2 separate regions of the Rattus norvegicus genome follow, and region 2 is linked to region 1. Evidence: chromatin contacts called from public Hi-C data. All regions are on one chromosome and are shown on one strand. Each heading gives the region's core, a stretch centred on a gene start, on an enhancer-like site or on the middle of the called end of the contact. The rest is flanking DNA. Distances are from core to core; before and after follow the strand shown.

Region 1 (2,700 bases), core at 194-2,693:
TGTCTCACTCTCTTAGTCCCTTTTATGATGTTGACACTGTACCACACACTAGGCCTTTATAGAGGACAGGTTGGTTTCTCCGTGTTTTGAATGCGGGAAAGGCCAATGTCCAAGTAGTATATTTGGTAAGGGTCTTGCACACGGTGATGTAGAGAAAATGGTGGCTAGAAAATGTAAAAGCACACCAGCTTCGATATCTCCACCCATAAAACAACCAGTTTTGTCATGCAGGCCCACCCTTATAACCTTATATGACTCCAGTTATCTTCCAAAGGCTCTACTTTTCAATACCATCAATGTAGGAATTTGAAGTGTTTCCAAGACAAGAGCTATGGGCTCTTCAAACCAGTGCCGTGTTCTAGTTGGATTTCTCTGTTGATGTGATAAATACCACTGCCAACGTCAGTGGGGAAGTGGGGGAGGTATTATATCTTAGGAGGCAGTGCAGGAACTCCAGCAGAGGCAGGGAGCTTGAGGAAAGCTGCTTAATGGTAGCATTGCCCACAATGGGCTGCACCTTCCTACATCAGTTACCAATCGAGTAAATGCCTCAGAGATGCCCACTGGCCAGTCTATCTAGGCATTTTCCCCATTGATAATCCCTTATAACTGGGCTGTGGTAAGATGACAGTTGAAGCTAACTAGGAGACACTGTCCATCCCTACCTGTTCCTCTCATAGATCCATCTAAAGCATTACTCTGCACTGTGTCTCAGAAGCTTACATTTTCACAAGACAAAAGTCAAGTCTCTGGCATTCAGAGCCTCCAATCTGCTTTCTTACACTTTGTAGGTTTGAAAGTGCCTATCTGCCCTGGGCTAATCATGACACGCTCCTACTTTTGTCCCCAGAAAGTAGTCTGTCAAGCTTGGTCTCTTGCTTGGGCTTTTAAGAACTGGCTTTGAGCCTAGCCTTAGGAGTCTTCCCCTGACTTTAGAAATGTCTTTTGTTGTGTTTTCTGTGCCCGCTGGGCCCTTGGTTCACGATTTTGTCCATGTAGGTTCTTGTACATTGTGCAATGTGCAATGTATCCTTGGAAATAGGTGAAATTATTCCTTTAGGTCCGTATCTCTTCCTGAACTGGAAAAGTTGGTGGCTTATAGTGGCTGCCTGGGTAGAGTTCTATTTTCTTGTTCCTACGAACCCTGAATCTCAGCGTTAGAAATGTTTAATCCTTTCAATACTTGGCTTTCCCTCTAGGTGCCAGGAGAAGCAAACAAATGTTAAGTTCATACCTAGTCTGTCTGCATTGCTGGTTTTAAAAACTCTCAAGTATTTTTGACCTTGAGAAGGTCATTCATTGCTTGGCTTCTGTTTTAGAGTAGTAATCCTTCAACTTTTTTGTTTGCATAAGTACTTTTTGAAAATTTAGGAGGAAGCTAATTCCATTTGCACAGTTTTGTTTGGTTTTGGTTTGAGACAGGATCTCACCATGCAGTCCTGACTGGCCTGGAACTTGCTATGTATTGTCAGGATGGCCTTGGCTTTCTGGAAATCCACCTGCCTCTTGTTAGTGATGGGGTTAAACGTGTAAGCCACCACACCTGGTTCCCTTGCACATTAACTTTCCCCGGGTTGTTGTCAATAGAGAGACTACTCACCTTAGTATAAATGTTCACATTTCACTTTTAAATGCTATAGAAAGTAATGACATCCATATAGAAAATGCATAGAAAGGATCTGGAGGATGGCTTAGTGGTTAAGGGTAACCATGTTGGGTGGCCCACAAATGCTTGTAAAATGCCTGTAACATGCCTTAAGGATTCTGAGACCATTTCTGACTTTCGTGGACAACTGCATTCACATGCACAGATGTACTCAAATACCCCTAAATGGATAGAGTTTTAAAGTATGCCTTTTTTTCTTCAATTACAGTTATTTCAACTCCTCCTTTTAAGATCTTCTAATACAGTAAAAACAATAAAATGCCCATGTTGGGCTCAAAAGGTTGATGGAAATGCAGTGTCATATTAGTACAAATGAAAGAAACATTTTACATTATGCTGTCCTACAAGAAAGAAAAGCCACGAGACATAGATGTTGACCATTCCCTCCACTTGGGAAGTCCTAAGGATTCTCTGTACTGTGGCTTTACTGATGCTCAACTCCGGAGTCTGAGGATGGTGGCTGGGCTGGAGGGCAGGAGCTGTTCCCGTTGGACCTGTTGATCCTGTCCTTGTATTTTACTGCATATAATTGTGCTTGAAAGCCACAGAAGTACTTAAACATTTTTGTTGTTAAGGCAATGTAAAATATGAAAAAATCCTTTTTGGCATGATTCTGGGGACTGGACTCAGGGTCTCATGCATGACTCCAGTTAAGCATTCTACCACTAAGCTATATCCATGAAAGAGCACCTAGTGGTCTATGACTGAGCTTTAAAACTTGTTAAAGAGGAGGGATGGAAGTAACTTTAAGGGCCATTTTATTCAGTTTCTTAAATCCCATGCCAAAGATTACGTTGTGATCTATTTACAGAACTTGGGTTTTAAAAAGTCATTGGCTAATAATGGTTAGCTTCTTGGTCTCTTGTTGAAAACAATTAGTTGTTGGGTTATATGACTGTTAGAAGTATTTGCTATGTAGATTTATATATTTTATATTTATATATTTGGGAAAGCAAATCCAAACCAGTGCTTAAGTTCATATTAATTGGATCTACTGGTTCTTAGGGCTTCAAATTATTTTTACAATACTATGT
Region 2 (2,700 bases), core at 133-2,632, 51 kb after region 1:
GTATGGATTCCCAAGACTCCACGACTCATAAGCATAATGCTACAGAGGGAAGAAAATGATGTTCAGAGTGGAAGAACCCTGGTGTTTCATAGTGGAAAAGCTGTGAGACCACGAGAAGTGTGGTGGTGCCGTCTGTCTTGCATGCTTGTGAGGACTGGGGGCATTAGGCCTCTGTCCCTGGGGAAGGGTGAGGGGTGATGAATATAAACATCTTGCCTCTGCCCAGCTCCCTACCTCCCTGCCACCCCAAGACAGGGTTTTCCTGTATAGTCCTGGCTGTCCTGGAACTCGTTTTTTAGACAAGACTGGCCTTGGATTCTCTGCCTCCCTAGTTCTGGGATTAAAGGTCTAATCCACTACCGCCCTGCTCCAGCTCATTTTTAGATAAGGGCTCACACTTTTTCAGTTTTGAAATTTAAACCTTTTCTAGCTAAGAAGTGATGATCTTTCCCAAACTGTAGGGGGATTTTCGTGTGTTGTTACATCAGCACTTGGGTGGGGACAATATCCCTGGGTTTCATCAGAGTTGAAAAAAAAATTCCACGATTTAAAGAGGTGATAGCCAGTTTTATGTTACTGTAATGAATCCCCGAGATGATCTGATTAGAGAGAGAAAATATTTCTTCTGGCTCATTGCTTTAACCAGGGGTCTGATCCTGTTGCTTTGGGCCTATGGCCTAACAACCCATCCTGATTGGGACACCCCACAAACAAAACCACTCATCTCAGAACCAAGAAACAAAAGGGGGAAGGAAGAAGTGGAGTCCCACAGTTCCCTTCAGGCAGACCCCCAAAGACCTAAAGACCTATTAACGTCCTACTTCCTGCAGCTCTCACCACCTTCCATAGCACCAGATGAGGTCCTCAGCCCTGATTCCAGCTCTGTCCCTGCCTTTAAGGAATTTACAGCCTGCAAAAGTGAGCAAAAGCATGTTATCACTAATCACTCAAATTGATAGAGATTCCACACCCGAGACTGGGCTCTGAAGCAAAGAGCAGAGGAGTCCTAGATAGCTAGGATAGAAACTTAGAAAATGCCATTCGGTAAGCAAGGAAGAGGCTGGGGGATTAGGGGACACACCCTCCTGGCTTCACATCTCGCTGCAAGACAGCTGCACCCAGGCTGCTGGCAGGGTACAATGCAGGTTCTGCCCTGTCTGGAGGAGCGGGGGATGTGGTCAGCTGAGCATGAAGGGCTTGAAGGGTGGGATGCCCTGGGACTCCTCTCACCAAGAGGGCCCCTTGGGAACACTGTCTACCTGGGGAGGAAAATTTCCTCCTTCCGCTAAACTGCCAGTCCGCCGAGTTTCTGCTGCACGAAGCACAGCTAAGCTGTTAAATTTTAAAGTTGATCAAGTCTAGTTTCTGAGAAAAAAAAAGAAAGAAAAGTGTGTTCTTTGCTCAATTGATCTCTCTGAGGGCATGGTCAGGAGGACAGGTAGGTCACCGTGTCAACAAAGTTTGGAGGGGAAAAACAGGGACACTCGACAGCTTCCAGCAATTTCTTGAAGTTGGAGAGGGGGTTAGGTAATTGCATAGTTCAGTCCCCTTCTGTTTATGGGAGGAAGTGGGGACTAAGAGTTGACATGACTTCTGAGTTTCTTAAACTGAGTTCTCTGCTTAAAGGAGGAGCCAATAGAGAAGGGGTGTTTGAGACAGGTACCTTGCTCAAGGTTCATTTTAACGCTGTGACCTCTTTACTAAGAGAGAAGACACCCCCTGCAGTCTATAACCTTGTCTGCCGCGAAGGGACTCCACCTGCATCATCTATCTGCACCGGGGCCTGTGCGTATTTATTCTCTGGAGTCCTGCTCTTTGCTCTCTTTATTTTTCCTGCCCCCACATTTGTGTTTGTTCTTGGGGCTCGCCATGCATAATGCTGGAGTCCACGGGTGTAACTCGAGCTCAGCACTAAATATAGCCAGAGCTATCACGGGAGGCGCCCATACATGTCAGCCCCGTTCAGTGTCTACAAACCGCGCCCTCAGCTGCAGACACAGGGCAGGCATCTGCATTGCTTTCCTGAGAGGTCATTTTGAAATGGAAACTGTCACTGAAAGCTGGGGTGACCTGGGTCAGCAAGAAACCAGTGCTTATCACAGCCACACCCCTGCTTCGTCTCTGGTATGCCCAGACGGTGCAGGGGCTGAGGTAAGCTTCCCCCTCCCATCTCCATCCAACAAACAATTTAACGACATAGTCCCTGTGGTCTCCATTCCCACCCCATGGTCCTCTGAAAGAAACTGGAATGTTCCTGTAAGGATATCACCCAAGAATATTGTTCGTGTTCCTGGAGGAGACTGACGTGTGGGTTAATGTTGATTCTTGCTCCAAATCAGAGAGCCACAGTTCCCAGACAGTGCAATCAAACTCCTCACTGCACAAGGTCAGCTTCCAACTCCATTTCCTCCACAAAGTCCTTTCTTAACCCTGGGGTCCACGCATTTCTCTCTTGCCGAGAGTGATTACTGTACCGGCTAAAAGTCGGCTGTGTGCTTCATAAATTATTTGTAGCTTTTATCTTGTCAGAATGGGTGCAAAGCTGCTAGGAATTTGAGCCCAGGCCTTCTGCTTTCCCACTGTGGAGGCAGCATCAGGCCTGACTGAGTTCTTGCTCTCTTGAGAACATGGAAGAAGGTATTCTGCCCCTCCTTACTTCCCTTGCCCAGAGTAGAGTCAGCCATGAGTTATCCTAAGGCT

Evidence for each region. A called contact is a pair of places that touch in the nucleus more often than the background predicts.
Region 2: a Hi-C map of liver shows a contact between it and region 1, with 3 times the contacts expected there. The contact joins two enhancer-like sites. A contact is called at or near these places in 5 of 12 Hi-C or Micro-C datasets (Schwann cells, hepatocytes, kidney and 1 more).

What each region holds. Positions count from the first base shown.
Region 1 is chr16:63,451,233-63,453,932 of GRCr8, forward strand. No RefSeq gene overlaps it. Among named protein-coding and RNA genes, the nearest start is that of Eri1, 25 kb to the left of the region's middle. Within about 2 kb of position 1,444, at least 1 of the 93 cell types and tissues checked has an H3K27ac peak or open chromatin away from gene starts, as enhancers often do. A contact at or near this core is called in liver, where this site is marked.
Region 2 is chr16:63,502,754-63,505,453 of GRCr8, forward strand. No RefSeq gene overlaps it. Among named protein-coding and RNA genes, the nearest start is that of Ppp1r3b, 42 kb to the right of the region's middle. Within about 2 kb of position 1,383, at least 4 of the 93 cell types and tissues checked have an H3K27ac peak or open chromatin away from gene starts, as enhancers often do. A contact at or near this core is called in liver, where this site is marked.